Linked DNA regions of Mus musculus: region 2 is linked to region 1. The links are chromatin contacts, called in public HiChIP or PLAC-seq maps. All regions are on one chromosome and are shown on one strand. Each heading gives the region's core, a stretch centred on a gene start, on an enhancer-like site or on the middle of the called end of the contact. The rest is flanking DNA. Distances are from core to core; before and after follow the strand shown. Region 1 holds the start of Snhg3 (small nucleolar RNA host gene 3). Region 2 overlaps Phactr4 (phosphatase and actin regulator 4).

Evidence for each region. HiChIP or PLAC-seq counts read pairs in DNA pulled down with a chosen protein or histone mark.
Region 2: an H3K27ac HiChIP or PLAC-seq map of CD8 T cells shows a contact between it and region 1, with 11 times the contacts expected there. The contact joins the enhancer-like site here to the promoter of Snhg3 in region 1. A contact is called at or near these places in 1 of 39 promoter capture datasets (embryonic stem cells), 1 of 15 datasets of contacts at CTCF or cohesin (CD8 T cells), 15 of 484 Hi-C or Micro-C datasets (the AML12 cell line, the C2C12 cell line, the G1E-ER4 cell line and 10 more), 13 of 115 datasets of contacts at active chromatin or transcription factors (CD8 T cells, the SCID.adh cell line, bone marrow-derived macrophages and 6 more) and 3 of 9 other capture datasets (adipose tissue, liver and pancreatic islet).

The regions. Positions count from the first base shown.
Region 1 is chr4:132,350,724-132,358,435 of GRCm38.p6, forward strand. Snhg3 (small nucleolar RNA host gene 3) reads right to left here and starts at 2,963. Exons shown (of 3, transcript NR_003270.2): 1 at 2,874-2,963; 2 at 1,940-1,975; 3 at 1,210-1,520. It overlaps Snora73b (small nucleolar RNA, H/ACA box 73b), which reads right to left and starts at 1,803; the gene lies at 1,599-1,803. It overlaps Snora73a (small nucleolar RNA, H/ACA box 73a), which reads right to left and starts at 2,256; the gene lies at 2,052-2,256. It overlaps Phactr4 (phosphatase and actin regulator 4), which reads right to left. Exons shown (of 13, transcript NM_001161797.1): 13 at 5,200-7,561. The coding sequence ends at 7,546. RefSeq lists a cis regulatory region at 2,702-3,221.
Region 2 is chr4:132,385,022-132,392,733 of GRCm38.p6, forward strand. It overlaps Phactr4 (phosphatase and actin regulator 4), which reads right to left. Exons shown (of 13, transcript NM_001161797.1): 3 at 1,871-2,044. Among named protein-coding and RNA genes, the nearest start is that of Phactr4, 34 kb to the right of the region's middle. Within about 2 kb of position 4,025, at least 33 of the 459 cell types and tissues checked have an H3K27ac peak or open chromatin away from gene starts, as enhancers often do. A contact at or near this core is called in the C2C12 cell line, CD8 T cells, the G1E-ER4 cell line and 3 more, where this site is marked.

The DNA.
Region 1 (7,712 bases), core at 1,713-4,212:
GATGGGAGTTTGAAGCCAGCCTGGTCTAGAGTTCCAGGTCAGGACTACACAGGCTATTATAGTTTATTATAGAACTAGACATTTATAGTTCTGTGCTCTTTACTGCTGAGCCATCCCACCCACTCTATCCAGTTAGGTGTGTACCAATTACGACTGCTAAGATTCCCTATCTTTTGCAGAATTTCACCATGTAAACCTAGAAGGCTTTAAATTTGACAGGTCTGCTCTAGAGTTTAGGAACTAATCTTTCCTACTAATTTAGGGCATCGCGCACTCTAGGCAAGCACTAAGCTATACTCCCAGCCCTGTGTCAAACAGTGAATTGTAAGCATGTTGTATACATGGGTAGGACATCTGAAGGTCACCAAAACAACCATTAAATTTTGGCAATCAAGGGTACTTGCACAAGGGAAGAAATAACACTCTGAAGCACTTGGCCATGGTAGTGGCAGGCAGCTCATCACAAGTGAAGAAACACAGGCAGAAATTTCTGCTGTACCTGGAAGACCAGGTACAAGAAACAAGGGCAGGTGAAATGGCTTTTTACTTTAAAAATCAGAGGTCTGGGCTGGCAAGATGGTTCAGCAGGCAAGAGCAGCTCTTCTGAAGGTCCTGAGTTCAAATCCTAGCAACCATGTAGTAGCTCACAACCTAAATGGTATCTGATGCCCTTTTATGGGATGTCTGAAGACAGCTACAGTGTACTTTCATATAATAAATCATTCTTTTAAAAAAAAGTAGACCTAGGGGCTCCACTAGCCAGTCTTGCAGCTCCATTTTGCTTCACATCCCTTCTGGTCTAAGTGCAAACACTCCCCAACCCCAGAGGCCACCAATTCTCACACCCATTTTCAAGAACAGGGAAACACAGCATCTCTAAGGCCTACCTTCAAGGTATCTCCCCAGTGGCCCCATCACTGAGGGTCTTAACTTTTCCATGATCAAGGCAGGCAGCAGAGTCATCAATTTTCCATTATGACCTAGGGACCAGTCTACCTCATATCATAAGGCCCCTGTTAGGCCTATCCATGTTGAACTGCTTGGGACTAACTTCCCACATAACTCATCCATTCGACCAGTTTCCTATCTCACACTCCAGAGCAGAGGAAGGAACAATCTTAGTATTTGGAGGGACCAAGCACTCACTCAGGGTTTATCCTGACCCACCTGCAGCCTTCTGCTCACACACACACATTAAATCACAGGAAAAGACATTCAAATGCTTTAATTCAGATTTTAACTTATGACAATAATCTTACAGAGAATGTGGGAACAGAAAAATGACATATATGGTTTATATAATATGGTCTGGGGGAAACCTGTTGGGACCTCAAAAAATGAGAACCATGGTGAAGGTTCTCAAATCTAGACATAACCTATCAAAAGAAATGTATTTACCAGAGTTAAGTAGGCAGAAAAGCTTGCCCCAGCTTCTAATGGCCGAGGCTGTAACAGACAAAATTTTAGCACGCTGTATATAATAACTATTCAGTAGGTGCCCCCGCTGATTCTCTTCTTTCCTGGAAGAGGGGAAAAAAAAAACAACACAAACATCAGGTTCCTAAAGTTGACATACCAAAAGCCTTAGGAATTTAAATTTTTGTTTCCTGCATGGTTTGTCTCCTCAGTCATGGTCCACGGGACTCTGAGAAGTCGTAGGAATATGCAGGCGCAGACTCGAAAGCCCAGCTTCATCTCCAACGTTGTGGAAAGGGACTGTACATCACCGGGCAATGCCCTAAGCTCCCGTTCGCCACTAGGACAGAGCCCGGGGAGAGTGACCTCCCGGGATATCCACGTTGGAATGTCTGGTTAGCACCCAAACGTTTAGTCAACTTCAACAGGCGACTACACCCCCCCCCCCCACACACACAGTGTATATCACTAATAACGTACACATGGAGCAGAAAGCACTAAGCCAGCCTCAGGGTGAACGTACCTCCATCAACAAAGTACCTGAAATCATTGACCGGGTCTGCAAGAGAAGACTTTAATCAGTAAGTTAAACCCTTAGAGTACTCGGACGCACCCCCAGATTGCATGACTTAAAAAACTGTTTCCTGCATGGTTTGTCTCCTCAGTCATGGTCCACAGGACTCTGAGAAGTCGTAGGAATATGCAGGCGCAGACTCGAAAGCCCAGCTTTATCTCCAACGTTGTGGAAAGGGACTGTACATCACCGGGCAATGCCCTAAGCTCCCGCTCGCCACTAGGACAGAGCCCGGGGAGAGTGACCTCCCGGGATATCCACGTCGGATAGTCATGGTAATGTCTTTTTTTTTGACAAAATGCCACAGGGTCCTTTTGCCAGACCTCCAGCTGGAGGAAAAACCCCAAAAACGCCTGTCTCCAGAGTGCTGTGACTACAGACTTCAGCCACCTTTTCAGATCTTGAAGCAAACAGAACACAACACCCCCATCGGAACCAAACTATCCAGAAATTATCTACCTAAAAAAGGGTCCTCTGAAAAATGGGAGATTAATGAACAAAAAACTGCAGAAATCCCGTTACAAGGTGAAGAGAAAGTATAACTGGGAAGCAAGGCGAAATGATTAAGTTAAAACCGAACGCTGGAAGGCGGCTAACACTTCAAATCACAAGGCAGGAACCAAAGACCCTGTCCTCTTAAAGTGAACATTAAAGGAAAGTGCGTAGACCAACTCAGTCTCCCAGGCAATAATCCTGCGAGCGTTGGGATCCCCGAAAGAAAACGGTTACTGGGCTCGGAGGCGCGTGACCTCACGCCATGCTCGGCTAGTGAGCCCGGCCTCCCACACCGGGTCCGCCCAGCCGCGACCCTGCCTGTCTGCGGAGCCCGTGCGGGACCGCGCGGGCAAACCCTCAGCAGCCGAGAGCAGCGCACTGTACTCACCAAGAACAAGCACACCAAGAGAGCGACGCCTAGAGAGACAGACCCGCGCCGACGCAGCCATATTTATACCTTAAGTAACGCCCGGAAGTCAGGCGTGGTCGACTATGCCTGCGCCTGCGCAGGGTTACGCTCACTTAGAAGCATTGGAAATGCGCTAAGGCTGATGGGATCGAGAACTTTTACCCTACTAAGGTGTTGGCGGTCTTAGCGTGAAATTGTTGAGCTTGTGAGGTTTGTCCTCTCGGCCTGGATACACTGGTATATGCAAAATGAAAAAAAAAAAAAAAGCCTAGAGAAATATTTTCTAGATTCCAGAGTTTGAATCTACTTTGTTTGTGGAAGGAACAGTTGATACAGAACATAGATGCTACAATTAAAAACTTCCCATGGAGGGGGCCTGAGAGGTGGCTTAGTGGTTAAGATTCCTGGTTGAAGGCGGGAGGGTGGCGCACGCCTTTAGTCCTAGCACTCAGGAGGCAGAGGCAGGCGGATTTCTGAATTTAAGGCCAGCCTGGTCTACAGAGTGAGTTCCAGGTCATCCAGGGCCACACAGAGAAACCCTGTCTCGAAAAAACAAAAACAAAACACTAATGCTGTTTCCCAGATTTTTAAGACATGAAATTAAGCCTGATGAATGTTGTTGTGAAATATTTATTTGAAAGAATGGCTGTCTGGGCGTGATGGTGTAGGTTTTTCTGTTTTGTTTTTTGAGTCAGGGTTTCTCTGTATAGCCCTGGCTGTCCTGGAACTCTTTGTACACCAGGCTGGCCTCGAACTCAGAAACCCGCCTGCCTCTGCCTCCAGAGTGCTGGGATCAAAGGCGTGCGTCACCACACCCAGCTCCCATTGAGCCATCTTGTTGGCTCTGCCCTCTCCTTTCTGACATGGTTTTTCAGACCTCAGTCTCTCTCCACGAAAAACAGTGGGCAGTGTGAACCTTCAGAACAACCTTCTGGAGATGTTTTAACCCCAAAGCTGCAGGAACAAGGGGAGACCTAATAATCTGGACCACGGGAACATGGGATCAGAGAAACATCCAACAAAAAGTTCTGACTACTGGTTTCTTTTCACGCTTAGGGAAGGGTAATGTGCCAAGTGCCAAGCAGCAAATGAGTCACTGCTGAGGTGCCCTGGGCAGAAACTGGGCAGCCTGCCAGAGAGGACAGGCAGTACCAGCCACTCTGGTGACACCAGCCTGGTGACACCAACCTGAGGTTCATTCAGCTGTGGGCCATATTGAGTTAATCCTTGTAAGGGACTGTTGAAACTCCTTGTTCTCAAACATATGTAAAAATGGCATTTGTCAGCTGGGCGTGGTGGCACATGCCTTTAATCCCAGCACTCTCGAGGCAGAGGCAGGCAGATTTCTGAGTTCAAAGCCAGCCTGGTCTACAAAGTGAGTGCCAGGACAGCCAGGGCTACACAGAGAAACCCTGTCTCAAAAAAACAAAAACAAAAACAAAAACAAAAAAAAAAAAAAATATATATATATATATATATAGTATTTGTCTTGACCTTTAAAACAAAAAAACAAAAACAAAAAAAAACAAAACAACAAAAAAAAACAGCCGTGAGTGGTGGCGCATGCCTTTAATCTCAGCACTCCGGAGGCAGAGACAGGCGGATTTCTGAATTCGAAGCCAGCCTGGTCTACAAAGTGAGTTCTAGGACAGCCAGGGATATACAGAGAAACCCTGTCTCGAAAAACCAAAACCAACCAACCAAACAAACAAAAAACAAAAAAAAAAAAACCAACCCTGACCTACACAATCTCATTTTCCAGACAGGGTGGGGAGTGGTTAGGCAGGTGAGGCACCTAGTGGAGTTACCAGACATAGGGGGTTCCCAATACTCCTCTCTCTGCAATTTAGAGAGAGGGGCCGGGGAATGAATATCATATACCCTGGGCTATGCTGGCTGGCTTTGAATTTGTTATATTATTCAAGATGACCTTGAACTTCTGACCCTTCTTGGCTTCAGAAGCACCCACCGGGAACACTTTGTCTTGTTTGATGCTGGGAACTGAACACAGGGATCCCAGGCAAGTGCTCTACTGGGCTATATCCCAGCCCTGTGATTTTTGTTTGTTCAGAGAAACAAACAAACATGATAGTTTCACTTCTGGCTACATTTAACATTATCATTTATCTTCTTTTTATTTGAAGTCGTTAGCAGTATTTTGGGTGTCACTTTTAAGTTGTTTTAATCTTCTTGAATAAAACAAAAGACCAGAGGTGAGGGATATGGCTTAGGGTGACTGTCTAACATGCATGAGGCCTGAGCTCAATGCCCAGCACTAAAAAAGTAAAAAGTAACACAAATTCAGTTTTTTTGATATTCTAAAATACTTTAATAATTAAGATTGGTAGGAAGGCTGATATACAACGTAATTATGTATTTTACAGGATTCTGTACAGTAGGGAAGCATCTTAACATGCGACAGCGAGGCTTTAAGTCCTTTACATTAGGACTGTAAGCTTCCACTTACAGAAAGAAGACACATAATCAACTTTTATATACATAAAAACAAAACCACTGCCTAGATGCAGCCCTAACATATCCTGCTTCAGAAGACAGATGAGATGAACAGAGTCAGAGCCCTTGATGGCACACACAAGCAGACGGGAGCTCAGGATTGGCACGTGAGGGAGAACAGCTGAGAGAAGCCGTTGCTGGCCGGCAGGTATGGTGGGTGCATCTGTGAGCCCTGTACTCGGGAGGTGGAGGCAGGGGATCCTTGGCTACATAGTGAGGCTACATAAGACCCTGTCTAAAAAAAAGGTTACCACACCCCAGACAGCACAGGCATATGCAAAGTACTCTCTAAACCTGGGACAGAGAAGGAGAAACGGGGCGGAGCAGGGTGGAGCAGGGCGGAGCAGGGGCGGAGCAGGGGCGGAGCACCGGCCTTGCTTGTGAGAACTGAGCCTTGGTCAGGATGTAATCGCAAAGGTTAGCAGCTCTGGCAACCTTGTATCTAGACAACTCACAGACTTGACAGAACTGTTGTTTTCTCTTCCTTTACTCAAGCAATATCAAGGTTTGAGGAGATGGGGACGGAGTGGGAAGGAGTCTTTGTTCCATAGACAGAAACTACATGGCAGGAAGAGAAAAAACAAACAAAAGCACTTTTTCCTTCATAGAGAAGAAAGTACTAGTTTTAAGGTCACTTTAGCTTTTTTTGTTTGCCCTATATTCTAACTCTTTAATAAGTGTGATGCTGACAAGGAGAAAATTGCTGAAAGAATACAGACAGGAAATAGAATAAAGCAAAAAACAAACAAACAAGAAAGCAAAGCCTTTTTAAGAGCCACAATCCACTAGCTGTTAAGGTGAGTAGAAGCTGGGTGTGGCCGTTGCCCTCGATGATCGCAGACTGGGAAGGCTGAGTAAGGAAGACTTCAAGTCAAAGGCTAGCCTGGGCTACATACTGAGGTATAGACTAAAACAAAAAGAAAAGCGACAAACCCAGTTACATTTCCCTTCCACTTACAATGTAAGTAGAATCCAGGCAGGAACAGTAAGGCTGTGTGGGTTTCAGGAAAAAAGTTCTTTGAAAAACATAACCAAATCTGCACCCCAATACAAGTGGGGAGGCCTGGCTGCAACAGGAATGGGAAGGCAAGTGAGGTGTTCGTTGTCGGGAGGGGGAGGGGCTAATTCAGTAGAGGGGCTGTGCAGTAAGGAGGGCCAACAGCACCAAGGAGTGAGCATGGGCACCTGTAGCGCACAGTGCTCCCACACAGTGCTCCCACAGGCCAAAGTGATTTATAGTATCATTTGGTACAGGGAACGTATAATAAAGTCTGCCCCGTGAGTCAGTTCTCTGCCAAACCGGCATTAACAGTAAGGCCTTTTTCTTGGTTTGTACATAGAAAATGCACGTGGCTTTCTCATTTGATCATTTGGATTCTGATTACAGCTCAGACTACATAATGAATGGATTTTCCCCATTTCTTTAAGCTCACTTTGAAATCAGGATGAGAGCATGAAGGCTCATGCTTATAATCTCAGCACTTGGGAGGCTGAGACAGAAGTTTGAGGCCAGCCTGGGCTACACAGTGAGTTTGAGGCCAGCCTGAGCCACAGGATAAGATCTTGTCTCAAAACAAAAAGGACCTAGGATGACAAGTGCCAAATGGAGGGAGGAACAGGCCGGAGCCTGCACTGGCTTCCTTCTGGTCAGACCTTATGCAGAGAAGTCCAAGCACTTTTCTGGAAGCGGGCCTTTGCTGGAAGGGCTGGTGTGTCCGAATGTTTTTTTTCCTGGTAAGAGAACCTGAGGGTTGGAATGAGCCTCCCTGAGCGGCTCTCAGACAGGACAGACAGGTAAGGCTCACGGTACAAACGGCCTCAGCACACCAAGTTGTCTTAGGGCAGCGTGTGCCGTAGCCAGAAAAACTCAAAACCTGTAAGAGGCCCTGTGCTTCTGTGGCTGGTGAGAGACACCCTCAAGTCTACTGCAGTGTTGTTAAAAGGCTCAAAGCATCGGTGTCTCATTCTTCTCTAAGGGGAGCACAAGGACACGCGTACAAGCGCTGCCTGCCCTGCCCAGATCCCAGAGCAGCTCTGGCTGTGTGAGAAGTGCTGTGCTCGCCCTGGAGACAAGAAGCAGACCAGCCATGCTTTTCCTTTTCCTGTGGTCCTTTAGCTCCTTTCTCAGGCTTCAGCTTCATGGGCGATGGTAGCTGGAAGGGGGCAAAAAGGGAGAAGTTATCAGACAATGGAGACGGCTTTCCTATTCCTGAAATTTGTTTGGGAAAAATCAAAGGATTCATGATGATTACAAAACTATACACACTTCACGTGTGCTGAGGACTGGGGCAGGGCCCTGTACAC
Region 2 (7,712 bases), core at 2,775-5,274, 35 kb after region 1:
ACCTGACTCAACAAACAAGCAAACAAATTGTAGTTTAAAAAACAGCAGCACTGGGCTGGAGAGAGGGCTCAGCAGTTAAGAGCACTGACTGCTCTCCCAAAGGTCAGATCCCAGCAACCACATGGTAGCTCACAACCATCCATAATGAGATCTGATGCCCACTTCTGATGTGTCTGAAGACAGCTACAGTGTACTTATAGTAATAAATAAATCTTTGGGCCGGAGTGAGCGTGGCCTACCGGAGCAAACAGAGGTCCTGAATTCAATTCCCAGCAACCACATGATAGCTCACAACCATCAGTACAGCTAAAATGTACTCATAATAAATAAATAAATAAATAAATAAAAAACAGAAAAAGAAAGTGGCTGGGGGTGTAGGTCAGTGGTAGGTCACTTGTCCAACATGTGTCACACCTTACAGGTTTAATCATCAATGAAGGACTATTTATCTGTCTAAATTCTAAACAACTGAACTCTCAAGTAGGAGGTTATAGACATTTAGGGAGATGTGAAAAGTGGGGTGCGGCCGGTCGTGGTGGAGCACGCCTTTAATCCCAGCACTCGGGAGGCAGAGGCATGCGGATTTCTGAGTTCGAGGCCAGCCTGGTCTACAAAGTGAGTTCTAGGACAGCCAGAGCTATACAGAGAAACCCTGTCTCGGAAAAAAAAAAAAAAAAAAAAGAAAAGAGGGGTACTTCTAAAATAGGAAATTCGTTTGGTAGAGTGTGTACCTTCCAAGCACAAAGCCCTAGTTCCAGCTCTAGCATTATATAAACCAGACACAGCACATTCCTTCAATCCTAGTGCTAGGCAGGAAAATCACAAGTTCAAGATCATTCTTGCTATGTCAAGAATACAAGCAAGCCCTGTGCTACAGGATCCCATCTGGTAAATCAGTCAAATAATCCATCAGTCAATGGAACCCACGAGTGCTTTTGTTGTTATTGTTTCCAGGCTGACTTTGAGTTTCCTGTGTGGCCAAGGATAACCTTAAACTCTTGGCTCTTCCAGTCTGCATCTTCCAAGTGCTGGGATTTACAGCCTGTATCACCAAGCCCAACTAACTCAGGGAATTATTCTTTTTTATGCATATGTACAACGTGTATGTACCTGTGTGCAAGCACACTGGGCACACGCATGACATGGGATGATTGTGGAGGTCAGTAAGCTCTGGCTCATCTCTTTGGCTGAGACAGGCTCTCGGTTGGTTGCTGCACACCAGCTGGCCCTTAGGCCTCTGGGGATTTTCTGTCCTATCTTTTCATCGCCCCACAGAAGCACTGCATTACAACAGTGTGTGTGCAGCTGGCTTTACGTGCGTCCTGCAGGTTCCAACTGAGGTCCTCGTGTTTCTATCAAGCACTTTACCTGCTTAGTCACCTCCTTAGCCCAAATGAGGAACTCTTAAAAATAGAAGCCTTGGGCTGGCGAGATGGCTCAGCGGTTAAGAGCACCGACTGCTCTCCCAAAGGTCCTGCGTTCAAATCCCAGCAACCACATGGTGGCTCACAACCATCCATAATGAGATCTGATGCCCTTTTCTGGTGTGTCTGAAGACAACAACAGTATACTTACATATAACAATAAATAAATATTTAAAAAAAATAGAAGCCTTGTTTAGTTGTTTGTTTGTTTGTTTGTTTGTTTAGAGACAAGATCTCCTGGTGCCCGGGTTGGCCTGAAACTCAATGTCTAACTAAAAAGGACCTTGAACTTCTGATCCTTTTATCTCTGCGCCTCCCCTCTGTGGGGTCAGCTGCAGAGCACAAGCACACCAGGTTCTCTGCAATCGGGGAAGAGCCCAGGGCTTTGCTCAAACTAGGTGGGCACCCCCCTCGCTCCTCAGAACATTTAAATCTTAGTACCTTACCTTCTGATGTCTCTTTGAACTTATCACTGCTTTTTTTTTTCCTCCATTTCCACGGCTTGAAGATCTTGCCTAACGCTGAGAACTTGCTTTTCCTTTTGGTGGGAGGTGTTGTGTCCCCTGCTTCCACACTGTCCATGCCCATGCCTGGGTCTCCAGAGGGCTGCTCTGCTTCTTCTGTTCATGGAGAGGAACGGGAAGGGACAGCCAATTTATTATCCTTATATAGCCTCTAAAAATGTCCCCTCTTCCTGTAGCAGTCGGAAAGAATCAGAGCAATGACAATCACGCAGACAGTCACACTCCGGACATTACATGGACAAAGGCCCAAACTCAAACTTAAATCACTAAAGAAGCCATTTAAGAGGAAAATTTAGGGAGATGCTAGAATCAAGCCGACATCATTAGCATACACAATACAGTATAAGCTCTGTATCACTGAAGCAAGGACTCCCTCCGGAGACTGAGGGGATCGCTGTTAAATATTACCCTCTCAGCAATTCCCACGATTCAAGTAACTCAGGGACAGGCAAGTCATCAAGTGTTCACACCTTGTGTCTGTGTATCACATTTTTCTCCCCACACACAAAGAGCGCTGCATAACTGTGGAAGATTGGGAGACGAGGTGGGGACAGGGCGTTAGAGAAGATGCCCTGACATGGAAGGAGTTGGAAGAGTGGAGGTGAGGTTCTACTGCCTGTCACAGTATTACTTAGGGACATCCTGATAGTAAGGATCTATAACATAGGTGACATGCTACACGTTCACGACTGAGGTCAAAGGTCTCGAGACCCTCATAATGACACATGTGCAGGGCTTAGTTAGCTTTGAAGGTAGAGCAGGAAGGCAGCAATAACAAAAATGCAGGAAGGCAGTACAATGCAGCCTGCGCCCCACCCACTGTCCCAGGGGCCTCAGGAGCCATCTAGGGGTAAGGAAAGGCTCTGTGGCCTACTCCTGGGGTTAAGGTGCTTGCTGCATCACAGAATCGCACTTCCCTTCCCACTAGCAGCAACAATGTTGGAGGCAGGAAAAGTCTGACACTTGTACTGAACACAATGATCTCCTTTTGACACTGTAGCTTTGTGTTACTGTTTTCTTTCAATTACATTTTTTTTTTTTTAAATTTAGCTTCTGTGCATCTGTGTGGGTGTGGAGGCAGGGGAGGAGCACACAGACAGAGCATCCGTGGAGGAGAGAGACGCAGCTCACTCCTCTGCTTCCACTGCATGGGCCCCAGGACTGAACCAGATCATCAAGAGTGGCTTCCAGCACCGTTACCTAGGAGGCATCTTGGGGCTGGTTTAGGTTTTTTGAGACAATGGATTGCTAGGTCTGGTCTTGAATGTGTGATCCTCCCGCCTTAACCTCTTAAGTGCTGGAATTACAGGTGTGTGCCTCCACATATGACTCCTGTAAATCTCCTGTTAGCACATCTACAGGCATTCCAGGAAATAATCAGAAAATGTTATTTGACTGAAGAAAGGAAAACTACACCTAAAGTTTTAATTGGACTGAAAATGTTAAAGAAAAGATCATAAAGAAAAGCAGCCAACATTTTAGCAGCACAGAGAAGCTCCTGCCTGAAAGCCTCTCAACAAAGTATCATCCGTCACTTAGCCTCTTCTGCTGCTTAAAAATCATAGCTAATCACTTCCTTTTCCGTTTTCCTTTATGTGAGGGAGGGTTTCTCTGTATGGCTCTGGGTGTCCTAGAACAGTCTCTGTAGACCAGGCTGGCCTCAAACTCAAATTTACAGAGATCCACTAACTGCGTTCCAAATTAAAATTTAATTTGATGCTTTTAAAACTTCATTATGAGCCGGGCGTGGTGGCGCATGCCTTTAAACCCAGCACTCGGGAGGCAGAGGCAGGCGGATTTCTGAGTTCGAGGCCAGCCTGGTCTACAAAGTGAGTTCCAGGACATCTAGGGCTATACAGAGAAACCCTGTCTCGAAACCCCCCCACTCAAAAAAAAACCAAAAAAACTTCATTATGTTGAACAATATATTTATATGTCATCTTTCTTTCAAGGATTCACAACGACAAGGAGTAGGGATGTACCTCAAGTTTCCAAAGCATGTATGTGGCTCTAGGTTTAAACCCAATTGAAACATGCACACACACTCGCACACACACACCCACACACATTCTCATTTTGCTTTGTATAAAGCAGGTCACTGAACATATCACTAAATACAGAAAGTGAAAAAGAAAGTGTTCTCTGTAAACCAAGCTGGCCTCAAACTCAGGGACCTGCCTGTCTCTGCCTCCCGAGTGCCCAGCAGGAACAGGGTCTCCTTTGCTTCTCTCTTCATAAGTATCTAATTTTGTCAAATGTTTTAGAAGAACAGAACCTTGATATTTTCCAATTCATTCATTCATATTAACATTTAATTATTTATCTATCTTTGTATTTTTATTTTTGCTTGTTTTAAGCAAAATTTAAAACCTGGATCTTAAGTAGCTCAGGATGACGTTGAATTTATTTGTAGCTGAAGATAACCTTGAACCCCAGAACCTCCATGGTCTTGTTCTCAAATGCTGAGATGACAGGTGTGAGCCACCACATCCGGCTTCACTCACATCTCTGCTCCTCCTCCTCTCCACTCCCTAGTCTCAATGACAAACTGCATATTATTTCACTGACTCACATGTCTGTCCAAATATTTAGAATCAGCCCAACTGCCTTTATAATATACAGGATCTGCAGGAAGTGGGGCCATGAATCCTTTTAAAACTCTCAGTCAGGTGTGATGGCATACGCCTATAATCTTAGCACCAGGAGGCAAAAGCAGGAGGATCAAACGTTCCAGGACAGCATAAGATGCATAGTGAGACCCTGTCTCAAAAACACAAGGGCAGGGCTGAGGAGCGCCTATGAGTGTGGCACTGGCATGAGGTTCTGCAAACAGCTAAGCACCACAAAAGAAAAAAACCCTAAATATCCAGGGGTCCCTGTCCACCAAGTTTGCTATCCAATTGAAGGAGAAAACTGACTCCCAATCCCAAACACATCATACACTCACACTGATAATAAATAAAATAATAAGGAGCTAGAGAGATGGCTCAGCAGTTAAAAATACTTCATTGAGGGGCTGGAGAGATGCTGTACTTCCAGAGGCCCTGAGTTCAATTCCCAGCAACCACATGGTGACTCACAACCGTCTGTAATGGGATCCTATGCCCTCTTCTGGTGTGTCTGAAGATATCACAACAATATACTCACATATATACAAATAAGTTAATTAATTAAAAAAATTTTCATTGCTTTTGCAGAGGACCAAGGTTCAAGTCCCAGCACCTACATAGTGTACAACTCTAGTTCCAGAGGCTCAGATGCCCTCTTTTGACCTCGATAGGCATTAGGCATGCACACAGTACATATACAAACATACAGGGAAAATACACATACACACAAAACAAGTCATTTTTAAAATTAAAATAATACACAAAATGTATCATGGCAGGACGCACTGGCTCAGACTTATCATCACAGCAGTATCACTATGGGAAGGATTACAAGTTTGAGGGCAGCATAGATTATGTATATAGCAAGCCTTGTCTCAAAAGAGACAAACCTGTAACAATGTATACTGTGTATGCTTGGGTGTAGTGTAGTGGTCCAAATGTGCCAGTCAGCTCAAGTCAGTTCACTGTGTTACACAACACCGTGTCGGTGCGTTGTGTCCTTGTTCTAGCAACTGCTGGGAGAGGGACAGTAAAAGCTCTAGTTAGCAAAGTCATTTGTCGCTGTTTTGTGTGACAAGGTCTTACTCTGTTGGATAATTACAAATTTAATTATGTTTTCCACTTTAAAAAAAAAATTAAGAGCCAAGTATGGTGGTGCATGCCTTTAATCCCAGCACTCAGGAGGCAGAGTAAGGCTTATCTTTGAGTTTGAGGACAGCCTGGTCTACAAAGTAAGTTCCAGGACAGCCAGGGCTACACAGAGAAAACTTGTCTCAAAAAAACAAAAACAAAAATTTAAGGAATTAGTATGTAAGGGTATTTTACTTCCATGTATGTCTGTGCACCATGTGTGTGCCTGGTGCCCAGGGGGTGTCTAGAAAAATAATGTCATATCTGCTGGGACTGAAGTTACAGACAGTTGTAAGCCCCGTTGAGAGTGCTAGGAATTGAATCTTGGTTCTCTGAAAGAGCAACCAGTGTTCTTAACCACTGAGTCATCTCTCCAATCCTTTAATAAAAATGTAAAATTATGTGTAGGTGTGTGTGCACAGTGGTTTGTAGATAACTGTAGAGTTCAGAGGACGGTATCAGATACCCTGGAGTTGGAGTAACAGAATGCTGTGAGCCACCTACTGTGAGTGCTATCTCGCCAGCCCAGATGATTTCGTCTTAAATGGACCCTTTCTATCAATATGAAACTTCCTTTATCATAGAAACACTTCTACCTCTATCTTGTTTTCCTATTTCATTTGACAACTGTCTTTTGTCTCCTTGCAACAAGGTCTATTCTGGCTTCAAACTCAAGTTCCTTCTCTCAGCTTCTTAGCACTAAGGTTACACTGTAAAGTAGCACACCCAGTCAGCCATCTTTAACTAGGGTGCTTAATCCATCTACGTTTAATATTTTCACTGTCACGGTGGTTTTAGCTCAGTCTCTTGCACTTGTCTTGTTTTCTACATCCTTGACTTACTAATTGTGATGGTTTGTTTATGCTCCGCCCAGGGAGTGGCACTATTAGAAGGTGTGGCCCTGCTGGAGTAGGTGTGTCACTGTGGGTGTGGACTTTAAGACCCTCATCCTAGCTGCCTGGAAGCCAGTATTCTGCTAGCAGCCTTCAGATGAAGACGTAGAACTCTCAGCTCCTCCTGCACAATGCCGGCCTGGATGCTGAATGTTCCTATAATGGATTGGACCTCTGAACCTGTCAGCCAGCCCCAACTAAATGTTGTCCTTATAAGAGTTGCCGGGCGTGGTGGTGCACGCCTTTAATCCCAGCACTCGGGAGGCAGAGGCAGGCGGATTTCTGAGTTCGAGGCCAGCCTGGTCTACAAAGTGAGTTCCAGGACAGCCAGGGCTATACAGAAAAACCCTGTCTCGAAAAACCAAAAAAAAAAAAAAAAAAAAAAAAGAGTTGCCTGGGTCATGGTGTCTGTTCACAGCAGTAAAACCCTAACTAAGACACTAATCTATGTGGATTTAGACCTTCACTGCTTCCTGAACAATGAAGGAATCTTACAACCTTTAATGGTCTAGGCTACTATCAAATATACACTTCTGTATACATGCAACAATAAGCCACAGGAACAAGCAATACTTCTGTATTGTCTATATATCATTTATGAACACCATATATTTCTGCAATTCTGTGTACACCAAGGAGGTTTTAATTTAATTCTGAAGATATTTTGGTTGTATATTTTTGGTTTTGTTTGTTCATTTAAATAGTTTTTTGAGACAGGATCTCTGTGGCTGAGGTTGGCCTTGAAGTTTTTGCTCCAGCTTGCCAGTACCTTTTCCTTCTTTGTTCTTACTTTACTTTGTTTGTACTTGAACTGAACCTAGGGCCTTGTGCTTGCTAGGCAAGTGGTTTAGCACTAAGCTATACCCATACCCTTGCTTTGTTTAATTTTAGCACTTTAAAAATGTGTGACAGGGCTGGAGAGATGGTTCAGTGGATAAGAGCTCTTCCAGAGGTCCTGAGTTTAAATCCCAGCAACCACATGGTGGCTTACAACCATCTGCAATGGGATCTGATGCCCTCTTCTGGTGTATCTGAAGACAGTTACAGTGCACTCATATAAAAATAAATAAATAAGTAAATTCAAAAAAAAAAAAAAAGCACCTGTCTCTCTTCCAGAGGACCCAGATTTGA